Regions from separate parts of the Mus musculus genome. Here all the other regions are linked to region 2. A link is a contact called in public HiChIP or PLAC-seq and promoter capture Hi-C data. All regions are on one chromosome and are shown on one strand. Each heading gives the region's core, a stretch centred on a gene start, on an enhancer-like site or on the middle of the called end of the contact. The rest is flanking DNA. Distances are from core to core; before and after follow the strand shown.

Region 1 (4,103 bases), core at 1,069-3,568, 870 kb after region 2:
GCAGGACTTAAGCAACAGGGGTCTCAGGTAGGGAGCAACAATGACAAATTGTGATCAGGAGACATGATGGAAGGAGACAAGACAAAAAATTCTGTTCAAGTCTCATTTACTCTTGGGAAGCAGAGGGCTTAGAAAGCTGAAACCACAAACGGCATTTGCTCAGGCGCAGAGGCCAAACTGGTGTTATCGCTTGGTAACACATTGACATCAAAGGAATGTCCCCATTGTAAAATGTCCAGAAAGCCCCTGTCGTAAAATGTCCCGAGTCAACAGAAGCAAGGCAGTAGAAGAAACAAAATAGTGTTAATTAAAAGATGATGGCCCAGGGAAAGATGGAGGCTGAGATGCCAGGGGCTTTTGGGCCCCAACACTCTCCAAATATACTTTACATATTGCAATTATGATTAGGAGCAGTCTTTTGAAACGTGAGCCTATCAAAGAAAACAGGAAAGAAAGGAAGTGATGCAGGGAAGGAGCCACACCCAGGCCATGCCCATAACCTCTGGGAACTGGACATGGATTTCTCCTTGGGCTTTCCAGAACCATGGCAATTGAACTGACTTCGCACTTTCTAACATCAGGAACTAGAAAATTGCAAATTTATTTATGTTCTTTTCAACCACTGAGTTTGTGACAATTTGTTACAACACTTATAGAAATATAGTGATATTTGTCTGGGCAATGATTTTTTTATATTGTCTCTAGAATAGGAAATAATGATAATAGTAGACAAAGGAGATTGCATTAGGTTATAAAACTTCTGTACCACAAGGGAAATAAGTAATCGCATGAACAGATAACCCCAAATATGAGTGAGAATGCATGTAAACCGCATACCTCCTAAAACAGTGGTTCTCACTTGTCCTAATTGTTATGAGGTATTTACCAGAGAATGTGAGGAGCGGGTGTGGCAGCAGTCCCAAGAAGGCGCCAGGGACTGCAGCTAAGTCTTATGACTTGCACCTGACTTCCTCATACACCTGAAAATAAGCCACAACCATCGTAAGAGCTGCGCAGGTGCACCAGGATACTGGCGAATCCATTTTGGTGGAGACATGCCCCTGCTGCCCTGATTAGCTGAAGCTGTGTGCCTGGTGAGGTGACGTGGCCTGCCCTGAGTGGATGAGGGCTGAGAGTATATAAGAGTGAGAGGCCCGGGTCAGGGAGAGAGAGAAAGAGGAAGATGAGGAAAAAGATGAAGCGAGAGAGATGAAGACAGAAGTTTGCTGAATAAACTGCTGTTAGAAGGACTGGTGGTCGTGTCGTTCTTGCTGGTTGAGAGCGGACGAGACAAGAGAAGACTTCATGCACATGGGTTAAAGCCAACAGAAGTCCTTATTAACTAGTTAGCAGCTACACTGGGTCCTCAGGATATCAATGTAGCACTAGGCCTTTCTCAGGATGATCTTTCAAGTACAAAACACATGTTCTGGGTTGACATACTTCAGCTAAGAAGAACAGTTAGCCAGACAAAGAATTATAAAAACTAAAAAAAAAAAAAGTTAGTATATTTTGAGATGTTCCCAGAACTAGTTAGTATATTTTGAGACGTTCCCAGAACTATATGGACTTTGATAGATTAGGTCTTTGTTTTAGTTTTGGCAAGGGATGCTGTCTATGTGCTGAGTTTTACAGCCTGAATGGTAGTTCCATTATGAAGTCAGTTGTGCTAAGGTCTATGTGCCTACTGAGATCTGGGTCCCTTTTACACACTACGACAATGACACTTTAATACAGTTCCTCAAGTTGTGGTGACCTCACAACCATTGAGAACCACTATCATAAGAACTCAATATTTAATATATGGGAGATATACCTCAACAATAAGAAAATAAATAATCAAATTTATATTTATATGTGTGTATAAATGATGAAGTAATGAGATGAGAGCCTTAATTAAGCTGTGTGAACACAATGCTTAGGCTGAGCCCAGAACATTTCTTTCTGTTCTATCTATTCCTAGGCTTAGGCCTGGAAGCTCCTAGCCTCCATAGAATCTAATCTTCTCCAAGCCCAGACCTTGAAGGCTTTAGCTTCCAGCCTCCATCTGCTAACCTAGGCCTAGAATGTTTCAGCCTCTGAGACTAACTGCTGAATAAACTCATGACCGTTGCTAGCTCTTTCTGAACTCTGGCTGGCTGGTTCAACTCTGCTGTTCTGGTTCCAACTCCTTTCCAAGATGACTAATTCAAATTGGCTTCTCTCTGTTTCTAACTGAATTGCTCTATTTGGAAAAACTGCCTCTGAACCTCATGAACTGAACTGTGCTGATTGCAGTGACTGTGTGACCTGAATGGAACTGAACGGAACTGCACACACTCAACCGCATTTACCTGACCTTCACTGAACTCAACTGAACTCCACTTCCTGCACTGCTCTTAAGTAGCCTCTGTTTCCTGTCTGTTCTTGTAAGAGTTGGGCATATCTCATCTCTGACTCATTTTGTCAAATTTTCTCTGATTCTTCACTTTGTTTGCCCGGAAATTAAATGTCATTGTTTGGGATTAAATGTATGTATTAAATGTGTGTCTGTATTCTAGCCAGAGGGATTAAAGATATATATTCCAGCCAGGGGGATTGAAGGTGTATCATTCCATCTGGATCACATAGACCTATATGGTCTTTGGATGTGAGCCCTTGCCAGAGCAGCCATGTTACTTAAAATTCTTCTACATGTATGGATTAATGCTGTTGTTGTCCTTGGCCAGAGGAGTTCCTCTTTACAGTTATCATCAATTAATGTGGAGATTCATAATTGATCAAAGTGGTGAGAAAAAGTGACTGACCGTTGACCCCTCTCCATGAAGGTTCGGGGAACAGAACTGGAGGATTAATGTGAAGTGCAGTCTTTTGGGACATGACATTGTCATTGCACCATGAAACTACTGTGTCTATCCTTCTTACACAAGATCAACAGGCAACACAGATTCAGTGGGCTTCAACAACAGGAGACAACATGAAGAGGGGAAGAGTAACAGGTAGGAGGAAGGGAGCTGGGGTGTACATGATCAAGACACACTTCTCATGTTTGAAACTGCCAGGATCAATGAAACATACTATAGTTTTAAACATAAACAATTAAGAAATGGGGCAAAGGGTCGAGTAGTGGTGCACACCTTTAATCCCAGCACTGGAGGGGCAAAGGCAGGTGGATTTTTGTAAGTTGGAGTCCAACTTGGTCTACATAGTGAGTTCTAGGATAGTCAGGGCTATTATACAGAGAACTCCTGTCTGAAGCACCTCCTGACCCCCCCCCAAATGGACAAAGGCCCTGAATACACACAATGACCAGCTCAAAAATTTTGACATTATTAATTGTCAAGTAGATGTGAATTTAGTCCCAAATTAAATATCAGCTTACACCAGTTAGAATGGCTATTAGATCAGAGATGAGGGCATAGTTCAGTGATAAATGTTTGCCTGAGGTTCTCAGATTGATGCTGGCATTTCAATAACCAAGACATATACAAACAACAAAAGACAACATTTGTTGGAGATGATGTAAGTTTCCTTGTACTTTGGTACTGGGAATGAAAATTGATAGGATAGTTGTGCAAAACAGTAGAAGAATTGCCAAAAAAAAAAAAATAAGAAAAATAAGAAAACTTCTCTTTGCAACAGATGGGAGATCATTAAAAAAAAAAAAAACCCACAAGCAATCAAAATGCAGAGTTGTGGAGCTCAATCCTAGTGAATACATCTACAAAATAACTCCTGCATCTATAAAGGCCAGAGGGCCACGGAGTTTGCTGTGAAGTTGTGTCTCCTAGTAAAGTCAAAAGCTACACCCACAAAGCCTCACTAATCTAACTGCCTAAACACGAGCTGAACAAATACAACAACCATGGACGTGCTAAAGTGGACTAGAGAAAAACTAAGGTCACAGCCCCACGGGCATCTAAGGAATGCTGGTCTTCCCCAGGGAAGAGCACACGGGTTAGTTCTCTGATCCCAGATGATCGTCCCTGGAAATATACACACAAGTAATATTATTCAGACTGAGTAGGTTAGACTTCGGGACATATAGCCGTATAACAATGCTTAGTGTGTGTGTGTGTGGGGGGGGCATGAATTTGAATGACAGCAAGGATGGATATGTTGGA
Region 2 (3,931 bases), core at 991-3,490:
TCTCAAAGAAAGAGAACAGTACTCTGACTGAAGTGTCTATACCCCGCAGACTTTGGTCTTAAGAGGGTGTCCTCAGGAGAGCCAGCACACAGGGAGAGGCACACTTGGCTTCTCCTCTCCCTCTTCCTCCCCCCTCCATTTTTTTTTTTTAAATCTATGTAGTCTTGGCCATCCTGGGACTCTTTTTTTGTGTCTTGTTCCCTTTACCCACTAAGATAGCTAGGGTCTCACCTCCAGTCTTGTTTGATCTTAAAGTCTTGTTAATCTTAAAGGAAATACCAGCAAAGAAAATGAAGAGAAGGAGGAAGAGGTTGTCCATTTCAGTCTCTCCGTTTCCTTGATTGCAGCAGTGTCTTTGTGCTGAAAAGTTTTAATGGTTTTTTTTTTCAAATATTTGAATAAAAGTCTTTCTTACAGGTGGGGGTAGTGAAAATGTTTTAATTCCTTGTCCTAAACAGAAGTTTATAGTATCTGATAGAAAAGACTCATATTTAATATTTATAAAATCCCCTTTACTTGGTCCCTCATCCATCCCCAGGAGGAGGGAGTTGACAATTCTAGATCCTTCAAGGGACTTCCTCTGACCCCCTAACGGGACACTGCTATTTCTAAAGCTGATGCCCTCTGGGAGCTGGGATTGTTTCTTTGATTTCTGTGTCTTCAGAGTCACTACTGTAAGGACCATACCGAAGATAGTAAACACATTGATCTTACTTGATTTGATAAGAATGGGGCTCTGGAAACCTGCCAGACTGAAAATAAGGCCAAGTGGATTAAAAGACAAGACAGAAGCAAGAGTCAGAGTCAACAAGCAGCCAGATGAGGCCCGGGCTTGGCTGCTTTACAGACCACCGTTCCAGTGAGTCAGAGAGAGCGGCTGTGCGTACCACACCAGAGGGATTCTCATTCGGGTTTCTGAAGAATTTGAAAGACTTTATTTCTTATGAATTTGTTTTTAAATTTTAAATTACATTTATCAGAGAGAGAGGGGGGAGGAGGAGGGAGGGAGGAAGGAAGAGAAAGAGTGTTGTGGAGGTCAGAGGGCAACTTGCTAGAGTAAACTCTCCCAGCATGTGGGGAAATTCTGGGGGTCAAATTAGTGTCCTGTGTTTTAGCAACTGGTGCCTTTACCTGCTCAATTATCTTCCTGGCCAATAATCCCTTTGCCCCAGTCTCACAAGTGCTGATATTACCGGCATGCCTTCACCACGCCAAGCTTTTAATATTATTTTAGCGTGTGTTTGTCTGAGTGGGTGGGGTCACTCGCACCTCCCTCTTGTGAAGTTTGAAAGCATCGCAGTGCACACTTCTCCTGCACCGTGCCTGCAGATTTTAAAGAAAGGGTTCCCATCTGATCGGTGAGCGCTCCATTCATTTCATTTCTGAGTGCTGAAAGGAAAGCCCCTTTCTTTTTCTAATTTGGGTCTAGTGTTTACTGGCCTGCAAATTAGCTGAGAATACAGATGAGACAAACTAAACACAATTGTGCAAAAGAAGTTTTAAAGTCACAATTTAACAAGGGGAGGAGGCCGAAGAGCGTATAAGGTTTGTGTGTGGTGAGTGTGTTTCACTACGGAGTCTGGAAGGACAATCGGAGTTTTTTTTTAATGCTAATGTTTGGAGCAGCAGAATCTTCCGGAAAGCTCCCTGGGGACACGGATGGCTCTTTAATTTCATCAGCCTTTGCTTTCCTCAAAGGGAAATCTAGTTATTATTTCCTTCTGTCTCTACAGTAACTCTACGGTAAGGTAAGGGTTTACCTTAAAAATCATCTTCATGCCAAGGGGGGAGGGGTGGGGGAAATCTGAAGACATTCTAAGCAGTTGGTTTGAGGCACCAAAATTGGAGATTTTAAGTTAGCAAGGCCAGAAAGGATCAAAGAGTGGGTCTTCAAATAGCTCTGGAGAAGGCTACGTAAGAAACCAGGGAGAGTAACAATCACCGCCCTCTAAGAGGGGCTCGGCACTGGGTAGAAAGTGCGTAATCCTAGATCTGGTGCCGCGGAATCAGGCCCGGAAACAAACTCTCGAGAACCTCGGTCATCCGAGCTCCACCTGTTCCTTCAAGTTATTTCCCCAAGTGCGGAGTTCGGATAATATCCATGTCCTAAGGTGGTGGCGAGCATTGACGACACTCGGCGGAGAGTCCCGCTTACAGGAAGCGCTCACCAGGTCTGCTCTTTCCGGGGCTGGGTGGGGCTGATTTGAGGACGCCTCTAGTGGGCCCCCCAGGATGCGTCACTCTCCTCAGGCTCATCAAAACTCCACCCGAGCCTCACGAACGTCCTTACTTCCTCTCTTCCTGGTAGCAGCCTTGCAGTCCCGAGCTCGGGGGACCTCACGTCTAGCCTGGAACCGAGGGTACCGCGCCGCGGCGGACCTGCCCGCCTAACGTCGCTCGCTTCCCATTCGCTCTCCCGCGCGGCTGACTTTAAATCTGACCCCAGGACCTCGTCGTCGAGGTCGGGCCTCGCGACACCACCGCCGGAGTTGGAAAGCGAAACCGCTCTGCTCTGCGAGCGGCACCGCCCGCGTCCGCCCCTGGGACCGCGCGTAAGTTTCGATTCTCCGTGAAGCCGAGTCCCGCGCAGCGGCCGGAGCAGCGGCAGCCATAGCGCGCCATGACGGATCCCGAGGTATTCTGTTTCATCACCAAGATCCTGTGCGCTCACGGGGGCCGCATGACCCTGGAGGAACTGCTGGGTGAGATCAGCCTCCCCGAAGCGCAACTCTACGAGCTGCTGAAGGCAGCAGGGCCCGATCGCTTTGTGCTATTGGAGACTGGAGACCAGGCCGGGATCACTCGGTCGGTGGTGGCTACTACTCGAGCCCGCGTCTGCCGTCGCAAGTACTGCCAGAGACCCTGCGACAGCCTGCACCTTTGCAAGCTTAATCTGCTCGGCCGGTGCCACTATGCACAGTCCCAGCGGTGAGTGCAGCGGGAATGGGGAAGGTTCTCTAATTGCCTAGTCCGGCGCCGCGGGGCAGCTTCCTAGGGGAGGCGGGAACCGGGTGGATATGGCTCACTCGGCTGCAAACCCCTTCTCCCTCTATCCCTCCTAATCTCTAGACCAGTGGTTCTCAGCCTTCCTAATGCTGCGACCCTTTAATACAGTTCCTCAGGTTTGTGACCCTCAACCATAAAATTATTTTCGTTACTACTCCGTAACTGTAATTTTGCTACTGTTATGAAATGTAATGCAAGTATCTGTGTTTTCCAATGGTCATATTCGACTCCTGTGAAGTTAGACCCCCAGGTTGAAAAATCTGTAGCCAAAGCGCTATTGGAAAGGCGGACAAGGCTGCCTCTCTACCCTTCTCACCTCCCACCAGAATCCTAATTAAAGTACGTTTGCACCAACCAGAGTTTGTAGAAGTTGCAGGCACACCTTTTTCTCCTTGCTACTCTGGTACCTCGAATGTTGCGATCGCCCCAGAATCCTAGCGGTGCTGCCCAGTCTCCTGTGTCTCGGGTGCGCCAACTCCTGGATCGCTGTGACCCTTCACTCCTTGTCTCTCCACCTGGCCAGATAGATAACTAAAGGTATAGTGGCCTCTCAGCCTTCTTCCTAGTATGCGTGGTGGCCTGTACTACGACACCCCCCCCCCTTCTTGCAACCGACCCACTGTCTCAAATTGCATGAAATAATGTGGCTTAACTTCTCAGGCAGCTGCTTCTGGTCCTACTTGGTCTTCTTCTTCTTCTTCTTCTTCTTCTTCTTCTTCTTCTTCTTCTTCTTCTTCTTCTTCTTCTTCTTCATAAGCGTTTCCAAGGGTTGGCTCAAGTCCTTTTATTTTGCTGTCTTCCAAATTTCTCCAAGACAAGGATCACTTGCTGGGGTTCACCTGTCATAACTACCGAGATGATTTCCAAACACATAACCTGTGCAGGCCTGCGTCTTCATCCAGGGGTCTGAGGAACCAGTGTCTTG
Region 3 (3,600 bases), core at 394-2,893, 760 kb before region 2:
TGTCATTTCTCAGGAGCTTTCCGCCTTTTTTTTTTTAAGTTTATTTATGTATATGTATGTGTGTGCCACAGCACACATGTGAAGGTCAGAGGACAATTTTGGGGGTGTGGGGTGTTTCTCTCTCCATCCCCTTTTACCTGGGTTTTGGGGATCCACCTCAGGCTGGCAGGCTTTGGACAGCAGGTACTTTTCTCTGCTAAGCCATCTCTCCAGTTCCCGCCTTATTTTGAGACAGAATCTCTCACTGGGTTCCAGGGTTTGCCAATTGGTCTACTCTAATCCCATTTTATTACATTTTTGTAGTAATACTCCCCCCCCCCCCCAGCACACACCTTCCTAAGGATTGAGCCCAGGGGCTATACCCTCAGTTGCTCTTTTCTGTAGTATTTTATACTTAGAATAAAATTTTATTCATTTTAAATTAATTTTCTAAGCACTCACCTCCCAATTTTCAGCCTTCACCTTTCCTTTTTCCACTTTCCTAGTACCTCCCACACTCCACTGTGACCAAAGTGTTGGGTTTGCTTCATGCTCACTCAAAAACATCCTACTGTGTACACTTTCAAATCCAGACTGGACTAGAACTCAGAGATTGCCTGCCTCTGCCTCCCAAGTGCCGGGATTAAAGGCGCCTTCACACCTGTCGTGCCTGGTGTCTGAAGCGTCCAGAAGAGGGTGTCAGATCCCTCCTGGAACCAGGGTTACAGGCAGTTGTGAGCTGCTATGTGGGTGCTGGGAACCCGGCCGAGGTCCTCTTCCAGAGCAGTGCGGCCGCTTAACCTCCGATCAGCCCCATGGAATACTACTTGATTACAATCTTTTCTCACAACATACTAATGTCCTTCTAGGTCAAACCCAGAGAATTAACATGCTTGTTAAACTCTTGTTGTCTGAATCACCGTCTTACTGTTTCCAGTACTCCGTCCTCTCCTGTGAACATGACTTACTAACGCTTTTATTCCCGGGAGACTCCTGGAGGAAGGAATGGGGGTGCCAAAAGTCGTATTTTAATAGGTATACCCCCACACACCCCCGTTTACTTACCCCGAGAACGTTTAACTCCCAGGGTAACACACAGGAGAGTTCTTTCCGGTGAGGAATCGAACTAGGTGCATCACCTTTACTCAGAAGGGGCGAGGGAGGGAGGATCGGCCCCCTTTAAAGGACGTACCTACGCTTTCCTTCTGGAAATGCGGGATCCGCTACAAAAGCGGAGTGTCTGGCAATTCGGAGCGACTGTTTCCGTTTGTTCCGGGGTGCGGTGGGACCGGGTCCGTCGTCCCCGCTTCCGAGGCCCGCCTGCTAAAGCCCGCTTTGGCTCGGGCGACTTCTGAGCCCCCCTGAGCGCGCCGGCCGACGCACCAACCGGCCGCAACCGGCCGGCGCCGTCTGGAAACTTCGCTCGGCTTTTCCGAGATCGAGGTTGCTGACTGAACCCCCCGCGGCGTCCCTCGGGCCTAGCTGAACGCGCCACTCGCCTCACAGGACGCTGCTGCCTCGAAGGGAGCGGCCACGACTCCCTCAGACGCGGGAGTCCGGCCCCGTGAGGACCCGCGCCCCGCATCTCCGGCCGCGCGACGCCTCGAGGCACGCCGGGTCGCCCAGTGCGCGCGCAAGCGAGCGCGGGCCGCCGTCGAGCCGCGCGGTCCCCAGCTGGCGGCCCTAAGACAAGGGCGCCGGCTCCTCAGCTGCGGCCCGAGGGCGTGGCAAGGCCCCACGGCTCCTGTTTTCCCGGCCGGAGCCCGCTTTCGGTTTCGTTTCCTTCCAGCGAAACAGTGGGGCCCGGCCCGTGAAAGGCGCCGCCGTCCGTGCTAAGCCTCAGTCCGACGGCCATGGCCCAGGCCGCGGTGGCAGTGGCAGAGGTGACCCAGCTGCTGTGCGCGGCGGGGGGCGCCTTGGAGTTGGCGGAGCTGCGGCGCCGCTTGCGAACCAGCCTGGGGACCGACGCGCTGGAGCGGCTGCTGCGGGACTGCGGGCGCTTCGTGGTGGCCTCGCGGGCGGTCGTGGCCGTGGGCGCGGGCCGGGAGGCCGCGGCGGCAGCCTCGGAGCGCTTGGTGCTGGCCGTGTCGTCGCTGCGTCTGTGCCGCGCGCATCAGGGCCCCAAGCCGGGCTGCACCGGGCTCTGCGCGCAGCTGCATCTCTGCAAGTTTCTCATCTACGGCAACTGCAAGTTCCTGAAGACCGGGTAAGGACGCCAACGGTGGGCTTGGGCGGATGCTCCTGGCCCTCCACTCTCGGACCTCCACCCTCGTCCCGTGATTGGGGCAGACCGCTAGGTGACAGTTCCTCAGCCTCGCCTGTCCTTCACTCTCAAGAACGTTTATTGATCACCTACTTAGTGACTGGCAGTGTATGGTGGACTAGCACAGATAGAATGTGGTGCCAAGAGGGACACCTGAGCATGGCAGTATGGCCCCCAGGAGGGAAGCTGGTCCTCAGGGCTGCTTTGAGGAGCAGGCAGCAAGGCTTGCTGTCCCAGCTGTAAGGAGGCTTTGGAAGTGCCACTCAACTTCTGTTTGTCTGTTTACAAGCCGAAATTCAGAATTTCAAGATCCATAGAGAGTTCCGCTCTCCTCTAGCCACAGACCTTCCTGGGTGCCTTTCTACACCCCCACCCCCCACCCCCCACTTTGTTTCATTTAGGTGGCAGAGCCCTGTCTGGAATGCCCTTCCTGGTTTGCTTTTTTAGCGCCTCGGGCAGGAGCTGAAAGATTTTTCGCTTTTTTGAGCTTTCTCTAACTCTTCCACAACACACTTTATGTCCTTATTAGTCTGGGCTGCTCTCTGCTTGCACCTGCAAGGTGATTAGTGAAATCTGTTTATACTGAAGAATTTGGGCCTCACCTTAAAGGTGATAAGGCCTGTTGAATGTCAGCTGTGAGGTTTGTGTTTTAGGAAGATGTCTTGGGTAATGATTCGGGGATGCTGGGTTAGGAGAGGATGTTGGAGACTTCATGCTTCGAATCTAGTCCAGTTATCTAGAAGGATTAGTTTCTTCCCTCCCTGCTTCCTTTTGCTGTAACAGTAGACATCACTTTTTATGATGTCAGGTTAATAGTCACGTTGGGTTAGTAACCTTGACCTGTGTAGTCAATCAGGGATCCAGACTGGGTACAGCTGCACCCTCAACACTTTTGAGACAGTTCTAAGTATCAAGTTCTGGGGGCTGAAGGTCTCCCTGGTAGGAAGTCTGGTGGGAAGTTTGTGTGGGTCAGGTCTAAAAGTGATAAATATCCCATTTACCTGAACCTGTCTCCTACCCCTACCTAAGGGGTATGGTCTAAGAAATGTGGTCTTTAGGACTTATTTATTCGGAAATAATACAGATTAGAACTTGTCCAAACGAGGTGTATGCGAGAGATTTGGGGAAATTAAAGGGGAGTGTGCCAGCGTGAAGAGAGGCTGTGGGAGAGATGGTGACTCTTGTTTCTGTTCCCACTGTGGACTGAAAGCCAGAGAGGGTTTGAGATCTTTACTTAAAAGGAAGGCTAAACCCTTACCTACTGATTTGGAAGCTGCTGGGTGGTAAATACTGTGGCCCCAGTCACAGATGTCTTCAGTCCCTGACTTCCAGACCTGTGCTCAGGAGGCAGTGTGCTT
Region 4 (3,765 bases), core at 522-3,021, 740 kb after region 2:
CACTAAGACTACAAGCATGTGCCACCATCTCTCTCTTATTTTAAACAGTTTCTGAGAATTGAACTCATGTCCTTGTGCTTGTAAGACAGGACTTTCCACTATAGCCTAGGCTGGCCTGGAACTCATGATAGTCTCCTAAGTGCTAGGTTTATAGAAAAATGGCATTCTATTGCTAAGGATTAAGGTTAAATTAAGTCTAAAATTTTTGGTTCACAGAGCACAACTATATTATTCTGAAGCAAGATGATTTTTTTTTAAAGTAGGGTTTTCTTTTGCTGTGATTAAATTCTATTAATTGCTCTCTCATTCTATGTTTAGAGTGCAAAGGTGGGCGTCATTACCCAAGTGCAGCTGGAGTAACAATAACAGCCCTCCTACAAAAGAGAAGGAGCCATCTTAAGCTGCTGGCTAGGTCACCAGAGGCCCTGTAAATATGCAGATTAGATCTCCTTGAACCCCAGAGACATCTCTGAGAATGAAATGTTCTGTCATTCTGAAAACATTCCCCAGGAGGGTCAAGCATGAACTAATCATAACACATGACCAACCCAATGCACTGAAGTGAAAGCCATGTACTGTCTACTCCCATTTAAATGCAAAAGCCTGGGAATTCACTATGGGCCTTATGACTTACCCAGTAACAGCCAAAATAGCTTAAAACCAGACTGGAACTGCCAATGACTGTCTTCCCATGGTTTGTCTCAGGGACCACACTCCCAACTCCCATGTCTGTTTAATGATGGTTAAGAGGGATTCTTTTCTATTCCCCCCATTTCCTATTTTCTTACCTCCTCTTCTTCCTCTTCTTCCTTATTCCCAAGAATTTCCATTTAATCAAAGACATAGTTTTGGGTGTACTCTAGGACTGCCTTAAGGGTGGGAATTAAATTTGGGTCGTTGGTGGAGCTTTAAGCTGGGGCATCATGCAGACGATACACACTAGATTTGCTAGAGCTGTGTTGGTCCCAGTTTTTCCCTGAGTAGCTGTGCTATAATTGGGTTTTCTGGTCACAAACTCTATGCTTCCTTCACTCGCACGATTTTATTCTTTTGACGTTCAAGTACTGGGCTCATTAGACCATTCAGAGATCAAATCTGATAGGCAGCTATCAAACACTTCCTTCTCAGAGGAACTAGGCCGGCACCCTTGGATATGTGGTTTTCCTCGGACATTATGAGTCTAGGTTGTTTGTATTCAAAAGAAGTGTTTCCGAGTATAGTTCTATTGAGAATAGCATAGTTTGACTTCAGTGAAGCAGACTAAGTTGAAGGTTAGAAGGACACAGAAGGGAGAAGTGTGCTGGAACAGAGTGATTGACTAGCTGGGGAAGTGCGGGTTGAACTGCATCTCCTAAAACCATACGTTGATGCCACGCCTTTACCCCTGGTGTGAATATGGTCAGAGAAGAAATATCTTAGGATCTCTGGGACTTTGGGATAGAAGAGGTCATATTGTACCCAGCACTCTAATCTTAGACTGGTGTTCTTATACAAGGAGTGGAATTTAGTCACAGATGGACATAGACAAAAATAATGTCAAGAATGGAGGTCTATAAGTCAACGTATCTGAACGTATTAGAGAGGTAGGCAAGCCTGGGGTTAGTCCTCTGAGCCAGCAGCTTCTGGCTTGTGAGTAACTCCTGGTAAATGCAGAGACTGGGAAGGTCAATTTAAGCTATGATTAAGGCAAACACCACCGTGTTTGGTAAATCTAAACCTGCCCTGGGAGCAAACTGTCAGGAACACCCCGCCCCATTTACTCATGTTGTTGTTGAATGACATAACAAACACATGCTGACACTTATGAGGTGTGGACTTAGAGGTAAATGGCTTAGAGTAGAGCACTTGCCACCCAAGCACGAGGACCTGGGTTTGGATTTCCAGAACCCACACAGAGCTGGCTGCAGTAACGTGCTACTGAGTGGTAGAACCAGGAGAATCCCTAAAGGTCGAGAGACCAGTGAGCGTGTGTGTGTGTGTGTGTGTGTGTGTGTGTGTGTGTGTGAAGGAAAGTTCCCAGAAATCTCCAATTGATTCTTCTGCTGGGTTGATTAGAGCTTCCAGAAACCACAGAGAGATTAGAATAGTGCAGGTCAAGGACTGAGTTGCAATTTATCTTGGCCTGTCTTTAGCCCCATAAATAGACATTCTTGGCCCACTTCTGCATGTGACCTAACATCCCAGGACTAATAGATAAAAACCCCTTGGAATGCATTCCCTTAGCTGACCATTAGTTTCTACCTACCCAGGAGCTAAGCATCTCACCAGACAGCATGCCTCTGAACTTCTTTCTTGGCTATAAACTGCTTCTTTGATATTTCTACCAATCAATTTGAAAAGTGCCTTGGATTATGATTTTTCTGTTGTTGTTGTTGTTCTGTTACTATAAAAAACTTCCTAAGACTGCTTCCATGTTGGAAACTTGAATTTGGGGTAACCTAAATCTGTGTTCCCTTGCTGTCTTAATTATCATTCTGTTGCCTTGAAGAGACGTTATGACCAAGGCAGCTTATAAAAGAAAGCATTTAACTGGGCGCTTGCTTACATTTTCAAGGATTAGTCCACGGCTATCATGGTGTGGAACATGGCAGCCAGCTGGCCGTTGAGCTGCTTCAGGAGTAGCTGAGAGTTTCTATCTGATCCATTAGCAGCAGGCAGAGAGGGAGACTGGGCCTGGCATGAGGCCTCCATGACAGGCCTCTTCCAATAAGGGTACACCTCCTAACCCTTCTTCAGCAGTTCCACAAACTGGGCACTAAACAGCCACCTCATGGAGGCCATTCTTATTCAAACCACCACACGGGTGCTCATCTCTCATATTTGGTTCTGGAGTAAACTTTCTTCTTTTTCCACCTAATTTTTGTTGTTGTTGATTGTTTGGGAATTTCACATAATGCACCTGATTACCCTTACTTCTCAGGCCTCCCAGGTCCACCACCCCTGGTGGTCTTCCTCCTCTCCACAAAAAAGAAAGGAAGGAAGGAAGGAGGGAGGGAGGGAGGGAGGGAGGGAGGGAGGGAGGGAGGGAAGGAAGGAAGGAAGGAAGGAAGGAAGGAAGGAAGGAAGGAAGGAAGGAAGGAAGGAAGAAAAGTCTAATTTGTGTTGTCCATATACTCACTGGAGCATGGTCAAACCCCTAGTGGCCAGCCCCTTAAAAAACAGTGAGTCCTTCTCCACCCCTAACCCCACTTCATCATCTTTATCACAACTTTTAATAGTTCTCGTCAATAGCTTCCTGTCTAAGATACTGCTTGGGGTGGGGGAGGCAGTGAAGAGGTGGAGGAATAGGGGTGTTCTCACAGAAGCCTTCTATGGCTCTTTTTTTTCAACTGTGAGCGTACAGCCGTCCTTCGTAATTACCTTTGTAAGCAGAGGCATGGGGCTCTGTTTACTCCAGAACCAAATATGAGAGATGAGCACCCATGTGGTGGTTCCACATGGTTTCTGTCTACAGCATGGTCCATGGACCATGGCCTCTGACATGTGGCATGTGCCACAGACACACGGGTCGCCAGCGGCAGTATGGGCCATGGGCAATAACTCAGTCACTGGTGACAGCCTGACCCCCTAGTCATCAACACGGCTTCAAATGGCAGCACAGATCATGGGCATTGGCGTAGCTTTTGGTGTTAACACAGGCCATGGAAATCAATTCGGCCCTGGCTGCAGCAGGATCATGGACCCAGACATCCTCCCAAGCCCCTTATCATAGCCAGTGGACATCAACATGGCTTCAGGCAGCAGCACAGTCTATGGATATTTGCA
Region 5 (3,693 bases), core at 316-2,815, 520 kb before region 2:
CCAGAACCACTCCATTTGAGAGAGCAGCAGTATTTAGGAGCAACCGGCCATGAACAAATCTAGGGAAACCAGTTAAGGATTACAAGGGGATAGAAAGGGACAAGTGAAGAGTGTGAAGGAAGATCGTAGGGGCCTAAAGATCTAAAGTTAAGGTCCAATACTTTGTATCATTGGATAATATCCTTTACTGTTGTGGGCTTCTTGGACTGCAAAACGGCAAGGCAGGCCTAGATGATCTCTGAGGTTCCCCTTACCAATGGTCGCCTAGGAGTCTACAACGTGAAGAACATTAGAGTAAGGAAAGCACTAGTGTAATGTAATATGAAATATTGAGGCAAAGAAGATCGCCGTCAAGGACCATCCCAAGATGAAGTGAAACTTATTTTCCAGTAACAAAACCAGCCACGTGTGTGCAGGAGCTAGGTTGTTTTTTTATTTTTGGGTGGTGGATGGGCACGGGATACAGAAGCTGGAAAGATAGTGAGAAAACAATGGTCTTAAAAAGAAAAGAAAACAATGGGCTTGTTTTAAAGAAAGTTCTCCAGAGTTAGAGGTCATCATATTACATCCCCACCCTCAAGGTAGCTTCTAAACTGTTTTGGACCTATGATTTACAGGTAGGAAATACAATTTACATCAGGTGTCCAGTATTCATACCTGAAAATAAAGGGTTTATGAGACAAAATATTTTTTGCTGGATACTAATATTTTGTTGGCTTTTCAGAAGCTTTGTTGTCACCCACTTAATTTCTTTTATGAACTATTCATATATCAGGACTCAACAAGTTTTCGTAAGTTGGAGGCAAAAGGCAGGGCGTCCCGTGCAGACGTCCAGAAGCGAGCTGGAGAGGCAAATCAGGGCAGAGATCCAGGCTAGGAGAGTTTAGAGAACGTTTCGCTCCGGCCCGAGTGAGCAGAAAAAAAGCAAAACCCTGGAGCCACTAGGTGGGACCCTCCCACCCGGATGATGGAGGAGAGGGCTCTCCAAACATCGGGATCAGGCGTCCATCCTGACGTTGCGTTTTCCCCGAGCAGTTCAGGGAGCTCCCCCGACATTCTCCCGGGAGGACTACGCGCCCACTCCCTCCAGTCATTTCCCCCGCGTGTCGGCTAGAACGGAGCCCGCACGCGCTGGGGTGAAGACACTTTGCCCGGCAGCGGGACTGCTGTCGGCAGCAGCCGCTCGCGCTCCCCGGCCCGGTCGGCCGGCGCGCGCACACCCACGCGCGCACTCCCAAGCACGCACACACAAAGTTGTGGCCGCCTCCACCGCGGAGCTCCGGTCGGCGGCTGCGGGCCAGCGCACCGCGCTCTCGCCCAGCCCCGCTCGCACGGCCGCTCGGCTCCCCTCGGGCCGCGCTCGGCCCCCGCCGACGCCCCGCTCTGCCCTTCGGCTCGGCCCTCCCCGCCTCGCATCCGTGCCATCGGCGCTCGATTGCGCGCGGACTCCCTGGGGCTCTTCCCGGCTCGTTCGCTCGCGCTTGCCCGCCCGCCCGCTCGCGCCCGGCCGCGCCGCCCCGCCCCCGCCCCCTCCCCCTGCTCCTCACGGGCAACTTTTGCCGGCGCCCCCGCCTCACAGCCATGCGGAGCTGAGCTCCGGCCCGGGCCCTGGCCGCCGCAGCCCGCCCCGGCTCCCGCCCTCGCGGACCCGCCCGGCCCTTGGCCTCGGCGCCTTAGCCGCCCCGGGCCGGCCGAGCCCCCCGCGCAGGGCCCGGGCCGCGGCTACGGCGGCGGCGGCGGCGGCGGCGACGCGCCCGCCCGGCCCCCTCCCCCGGCGCCGGCCAAGTGAGGCGGTGATGCGGGCGCTGGCGGCCTGGGCTGCGCCGAGAGCGGAGACACAGGCTCAAGATGGCAGATTCCCACTGAGGCTGAGGGGGCCGAGCTCGCGCGCCGCGTTCCCTTCTCCGTTGCCATGAACCGCGGACACCCCGGCCCCGATGGCCCCCGTGTACGAAGGTAAGGGGCACCCGGCCCGCGATCCCCCCGCTCGCTCGGCCAGCCGCGGCCCCCGTAGCTTTGTTCTGCCCGCGGCCCCTCGCCCGGCAGCCCCCGGCCGCAGCCCCGGGCCCTGGTCCTGGGGGCTCGCGACCTTCCCCGGTGCCCCCATCCTGGGTCCAGACGGGACCGGAGCCGGCCTGGAGCAGGATCTTATTTCCAGGGCAGAGAAGGCGGCTGGGGGGTGTGTGCCGGTGGGCTGCTGCCCAAAGAAAAGAAATGGGGGCGGCGTGTGGGAAAAGACGGATCCGTGACTGCTTTCTGTTTATTTGTGATAAATGAAGGTGATGCGGTCCTCCCCCATTACCTTTAAACGATCTCCTTTCTACTTGTCCGTCCTCTCTGCTCCCTTTTCCAAACATCTCCACTCCCACCCCACACTCCTTTATTCTTCCCGAGCCTCCGATTTTTGGGGGGTGGTGGTGGTGGTGGTGGCTGTGGAATCCGATTGAAAGGGGCCAAGCGATGAGAGAGGGTTGAGATGAAAAGTCCATTTCAGACCCAGGCAGAACAATGAAATAGGCTCAAAATCTCCCCGCAGTTGGCGTGTGGAAGGGAGAATGTAGTTTGGCTTTTTGGGGGGGGCGGGGAAGGGGGTGCGAAAGAAGGTTTTCTGGCTCGGCCTGGGTAGATCGGTGCTGTGCACCTTCACCTGGCGTTGGCTGATTTTTTTCCCATTTGACTGTCTTTAGAAGAAAGAAAAGGTAAGGCGATACAGCTGCCTCGCGCACTCTTTCGGTTCTCTTCAGTCAGTTCCGTCAGCTTGCAGCGAGAAAATCAAGCCGGAATCAACTAAGTTTTTACTCTTCTATGGGGTTTTGTGTGCTTGTAGTACCGGGTATTTTTCAACCAAAGTGTGCCAGATTTTTTCAGTTATTTCGTCGTGAAAATGTTTCTCTCGTGAAATCATTGAAATAGCAGCCCTTTACATACTTTTAGCGTGGGTCCATCTGGCTTTCTTTCGGTTTTGTTCAGATATTCTGTGTATGAAATCGCAAATGAGAGGGAAACGGGTTTGCCAGGAACCAAGAGGAGGGGCTAGGGGAGATTGTAATCCTATAAACCCAGGGAACTGTTGGGCCGAGTGAAACAGGGATCTCATTAATAGTTTTATCTCTGTTAGGAGAGGCTGATTTAAAAAAAAAAAAAAAACTTATCTGAAAAGAAAATCTGTTATTAGTACCAGGGCTCTAAATGAATTAGGTTTCTGCATGGACTCTCTTACCATTCAGGCTCTGAATAACAAGGCTGTAAATAACCTATGGACTGTAAATATTTTTTCCAGAGTCTCTTAGAAACAAAGGGGCTGTTTAGAAAGCAACAGAGAAATGTTATTCCAGGGGCTTTCCTCTTTGATTCCGAAGAACACAAGGTCTATTTAACCGTTCCACACAACAAAACAAAATTTCGGATCACTCCACCACGTAGACTAGAAACATGCCAGTGGGGACGTGAACATGTAGGAGAACCCATGTCGGGCATTCATTGTTCATCTGTGTCTAGGGGAGGGGGGCTGCAGTCAAAGCTCCCACTGTCTAGAGTGTTAAAATGAAACAGTTTTCTCTTTATTAAGTACCTCCTTGAGACTCCCTCTGCTGGACACTCCGGGTGAGCATTTTAGAAAGAACTTGGCATTGAATTCACAACTGTAATAGAGGAATAAAAATTCCTCTTCCAGGAAGCTGGGGAGGTGGGTCG
Region 6 (3,777 bases), core at 988-3,487, 560 kb before region 2:
GACACGGGCCCTCTCCATGATCAGAGCAGTGGTAACGTGTGCGAGCCCACTCAGTGGCTCATCAAACATTTATTGAGGCCTTGCTAGACGTCAGGCGCAGAGCTGAGAGTTAAGAATTCAGAAATGAAAAAGACACAGAGAGGCAATGTAGAAATGCATATAAGGGGGTACTGATGCTGCAGGACCACCTGGAAGACTCGGGTGCCTAAGGCGTTGAACGTCACAGAACATAGGCTGATGAAGAGAAAGTAATATTGATAAGCATTTCTTTTCTTTCTTTCTTTTTTTCATTTTTTCCTCTCTCTCTCTCTCTCTCTCTCTCTCTCTCTCTCTCTCTCTCTCTCTCTCTCTCTCTCTCTCTCTGAGACAAGATCTTATATAGTCTGGGTTGGTTAAGAGTGATCTTGAACTTCTCATCTTCCTGCCCTTACCACGCATTCCCTCCTCCTCCCCGCCCCAGTTCTGGGATTACATACAGATTAATGTCACTAAACCCAGTGTGTATGGTACTAGGGATCCACCCCAGGGCTTCGTGCATGCAGGCAAGTTCTCTACCACCTGAGCTATAGCCCTAGCCCATAACCAGAACATTAATAAAAAGTGAGAAGACACATAAAGCAAACCACTGAAGATGGCTCGTTTTCAGTGTGGGGGTTTAAACCTAGGCCTTTGCACACACTACCCATGTGTTCGTCTTATCCCTCCCCACCCACAATCACGCTTTCCTCTGCTTTTAGTAGGAGAAAATTATAGTGGTAGACATCTATTATGCACCTACTGCATGCCACATACTTTGTTTTGGATTCCACAGAGACTGAGAACACATTGAAGTGGGTTGTTAGGGACGGGGGCAAGGGACTACCCTTTGCTCTTGTTTTCACACGTGGCTGGTTTCAATGCCAGATCAGCTATGCTGAGACAGAAAAGTTCAAAAAAATAACCAAACCAGTTAAAAACCAAAAGAGCACTGGGCCCGATGCTGGGCTTCAGAGCCAATTTCCAATAAGTCATATCATCATCAGAGAACATCAAACGCACATTCCACTTTCAGCTATGCAAATTCCAAAAGAATAATACCTCACATTTGCATAATGCTTGATGTTTTTCAAAGTGCCTTCCCAGCTATTAATCTACGGGTGGCTTTATTACCACTAGAAACATAAATTGAAACTCTCTTCCAGCTCTTCTTTTTTTTTTCCACTTTCCCCTCAAAACCCAGAGACAACCTAAATCCAAGTGTTTGGGAATCCATGGGTATCTCCAGGAAAGGTAAGGACCCCGCTGGGTAAACACAAATATAGCTCATTGTGAGGTCTGTCCTTCACAGTCACCATTGGGGCCAGCTTTTAAAACACAAGGTCTGTTGTTGAACTAACAAACACACAAAGAGCAACAGTGTATGTAGCACAAGTTTAAGATTCCTTCTGGGTCCCCAGCTTCATTGTCACCACACCTGGCTCTTAATTTGGCACCCATCCCCTTCTACCACATATTAGAAAATTGGGAAATTTATTCTACCACTTTGTCCTTAACCCTGCAGGCATCTCTGTCCCCAGTAAAGTTTGTTTGCCGAAGAGCTTCCATGTCTTTAACTTGATGTGAGCCAAGAGGCTGAATTCGTTGCAAACTCAACATGAAATGATTTCAAAAAACAAGGTGAGCAGGTACGTCAGGGTTGGAGAAAGCCCTTCTAGCCATCCCCGATGCCTTTCCAATCCGCTTCTTTTTCCATTTCTTTCAGACTTAATTGTGTGTAGCGTTCCCAGTCACAGAGTCTCCAGCATTTCCTGACACTTGAATCTCATGCATTTTAGCAAAAAATTAACCTGGCTGTTTGCTTTTAATTCCGAAGCCGTGTTAATACTCAACTCCCTCTAGATTAGACAAGAAGAAAAACACACGCCCGCATACCCCACCTGGCACCACAGGCTCCTGGGCTGACATTTGTAGTGTCGCAGTCCCTGTGGTTGGCCACACTTACCATTTCAGGAGGGCCAAGAGAGCCACGAGCAGAGTCACAGTCACTATGGTACCACTGACTTCAAACTTGAGAAGCCCCAACACTTCCATTTTTCCTCGGAGACCCCGGAGGGGTGGTCCTCAGGAGGAAAGAGGGTGCTGCTCTCCTGCCCTTATAGGAGTCCTGATCTGTATATAGGTGGTGGAGAAAGAAGTAGGTAGTCAGCTGAACATCCCATCAAGTGAGTCCCCCAAAAGTGCTCTTTCTTAGAGTGTGCCTTTCTTTATAAAGAGGAAGGAAGCAGAGGGAGAAACAAAGGGCTTCAGGGCAATGAATCAGCAACTTTATTTTCTTGATGACTGTGTTGTCAATAAACATTTATGTTAGCTTCCCCAGAAACAGGAGCAGACAGGCGGGCCTCATGGTCATCATGAAGCAAAATGGTTGTTAACCATTGACTGCTTCTCAAATACGCCGTCCTCAGAGAAAGACCTCCTGCAAGATTTGCCTCTCTACACCTTTGTCGATCTGTACTTCAGTGGTGACACAGGCCAGGGCACTCTGAATGTTCCATGGATTCTGGGGGCCAGGTGGACAGCATCATCTGCTTTGTAGCCAACCACCTCCCAGTGCATTGGTTATAGGATGCAAGCTCCTGACTGAGAGGAGAGGCATGCTCACAGTATTGGTGCAGACCACAGATCTTACCTCGGGTGAGCGCTCTCAGCATGAGTTGTTGGTTGTGTAAAAGCTCACTCGTAGTCGTGTGTGGGTTGACTGTTCTAGCTTCTGGTCTAATTTGATGAAAGACACTGGATGATTTTATTTGCTTATTCATCAGCGTGTTTCATCCTGAAGACAGATAAAAAGGTTGGGTGAGCAGGAAAACACCCACCATGACGTTATTCGGCCATTCATAGAGTGTATATGGGGTCAGCATCCGCCATACTCACAAATGATGCTGGCCCCCAACCCTGGAGAAGATTCTTTGCAGATGGATATACAGTCTACAAACGAAGGAATAATTACCAGTGCAGAACAGTGCTGTGAAGGTTCTCAAAACGGAGCTTCGGGGACAGCCTGTGGGATGGCCTGCTAGGAGGTATAGTGGGGAAGACTCTAGGGAGGAAAGCCATCACTGAGATTTGCCTGTGAGAAAGCAGTTTGTCCTGTAGAGAGCTGCAGGAGAAGCAGAAAGAGAGCATGGGTGGAGGCCTGGAGGTGGGAAAACCTTTCTGCGCTTTAAGTACTACGGTAAGACCCACGAGCCTTGTTCTTTTCCTCAACTACCCCCCCCCATCTTTCTTTCTCCTCTCTCAGAGTAGGCTTCTCCTCCACAGGGTCAGATAGTCTGCTCAAATTAAGGAGCTACCATGCAGAGTGACAGCTAGTGCTACTGGAGCAACGGCAGGTTTATGGCCATGCTCAGGGAAGGAACAACCTCAGATGTGACTGAATTCAGTGCACATGCCAGAGCAACACTGTGGAAAAAACAACATATATACTTGTGTATACACACACACACACACAGTGCTCCCTAAGGCGTCCAAGGTGAGATAAGTGTGAGAAAGGCTGGTCTAAACATTAATCAGTAAGTTTATTTACTGCAGCTCCATTCAGAGCTATGAAGTTGCTGATATGCCCTGGGAATGTTGAGTGGGATGTGGCCAGCAGCATAGCCCAAGTGCCTTTGACCACAGAATCCTCCTTCAGGGGCATTTATTAACACAGCTCGGATGGAGTACTCTAAGGAACTTGCTCTGAGAAATGTTGATCGTGGCAAAGTGTTATTTATAGAGAGGGAAACAGAACCCCAG

Evidence for each region. Promoter capture Hi-C pulls out the DNA fragments that hold promoters and counts their contacts. HiChIP or PLAC-seq counts read pairs in DNA pulled down with a chosen protein or histone mark.
Region 1: a contact with region 2 is called in a promoter capture Hi-C map of liver, with 2.4 times the contacts expected there. The contact joins the enhancer-like site here to the promoter of Zc3hav1 in region 2. A contact is called at or near these places in 3 of 39 promoter capture datasets (cranial neural crest, frontonasal cranial neural crest and liver) and 5 of 115 datasets of contacts at active chromatin or transcription factors (embryonic stem cells, extraembryonic endoderm stem cells, large pre-B cells and 2 more).
Region 3: a contact with region 2 is called in a promoter capture Hi-C map of liver, with 5 times the contacts expected there. The contact joins the promoter of Parp12 here to the promoter of Zc3hav1 in region 2. A contact is called at or near these places in 2 of 39 promoter capture datasets (liver and neural stem cells), 1 of 484 Hi-C or Micro-C datasets (liver), 2 of 115 datasets of contacts at active chromatin or transcription factors (memory CD8 T cells and thymic regulatory T cells) and 1 of 9 other capture datasets (liver).
Region 4: a FOXA1 HiChIP or PLAC-seq map of pancreatic cancer cells shows a contact between it and region 2. The contact joins the enhancer-like site here to the promoter of Zc3hav1 in region 2. A contact is called at or near these places in 4 of 115 datasets of contacts at active chromatin or transcription factors (bone marrow-derived macrophages, extraembryonic endoderm stem cells, microglia and 1 more).
Region 5: a contact with region 2 is called in a promoter capture Hi-C map of pre-B cells. The contact joins the promoter of Hipk2 here to the promoter of Zc3hav1 in region 2. A contact is called at or near these places in 5 of 39 promoter capture datasets (the C10 cell line, fetal liver, liver and 1 more), 4 of 484 Hi-C or Micro-C datasets (CD4 T cells, embryonic stem cells and muscle stem cells), 3 of 115 datasets of contacts at active chromatin or transcription factors (pancreatic cancer cells, stem cell-derived neural progenitor cells and thymic regulatory T cells) and 2 of 9 other capture datasets (liver and pancreatic islet).
Region 6: an H3K4me3 HiChIP or PLAC-seq map of fetal liver shows a contact between it and region 2, with 2.4 times the contacts expected there. The contact joins the promoter of Tbxas1 here to the promoter of Zc3hav1 in region 2. A contact is called at or near these places in 1 of 484 Hi-C or Micro-C datasets (the G1E-ER4 cell line), 3 of 115 datasets of contacts at active chromatin or transcription factors (cardiomyocytes, fetal liver and pancreatic cancer cells) and 1 of 9 other capture datasets (pancreatic islet).

What each region holds. Positions count from the first base shown.
Region 1 is chr6:37,479,561-37,483,663 of GRCm38.p6, reverse strand. No RefSeq gene overlaps it. Among named protein-coding and RNA genes, the nearest start is that of Gm33318, 39 kb to the right of the region's middle. Within about 2 kb of position 2,318, at least 26 of the 459 cell types and tissues checked have an H3K27ac peak or open chromatin away from gene starts, as enhancers often do. A contact at or near this core is called in liver, where this site is marked.
Region 2 is chr6:38,352,912-38,356,842 of GRCm38.p6, reverse strand. Zc3hav1 (zinc finger CCCH type, antiviral 1) reads left to right here and starts at 2,240. Exons shown (of 13, transcript NM_001347122.1): 1 at 2,240-2,928. The coding sequence starts at 2,621.
Region 3 is chr6:39,116,392-39,119,991 of GRCm38.p6, reverse strand. Parp12 (poly (ADP-ribose) polymerase family, member 12) reads left to right here and starts at 1,643. Exons shown (of 12, transcript NM_172893.3): 1 at 1,643-2,185. The coding sequence starts at 1,833. 4930599N23Rik (RIKEN cDNA 4930599N23 gene) reads right to left here and starts at 1,519. Exons shown (of 4, transcript NR_045813.1): 1 at 1,172-1,519.
Region 4 is chr6:37,611,092-37,614,856 of GRCm38.p6, reverse strand. No RefSeq gene overlaps it. Among named protein-coding and RNA genes, the nearest start is that of Gm33429, 82 kb to the right of the region's middle. Within about 2 kb of position 1,771, at least 19 of the 459 cell types and tissues checked have an H3K27ac peak or open chromatin away from gene starts, as enhancers often do. A contact at or near this core is called in pancreatic cancer cells, where this site is marked.
Region 5 is chr6:38,874,062-38,877,754 of GRCm38.p6, reverse strand. It overlaps Hipk2 (homeodomain interacting protein kinase 2), which reads left to right and starts at 1,565. Exons shown (of 15, transcript NM_010433.2): 1 at 1,565-1,956. The coding sequence starts at 1,938. It also overlaps a transcript of Tbxas1 not described here.
Region 6 is chr6:38,917,446-38,921,222 of GRCm38.p6, reverse strand. Tbxas1 (thromboxane A synthase 1, platelet) reads right to left here and starts at 2,237. Exons shown (of 13, transcript NM_011539.3): 1 at 1,982-2,237. The coding sequence starts at 2,070.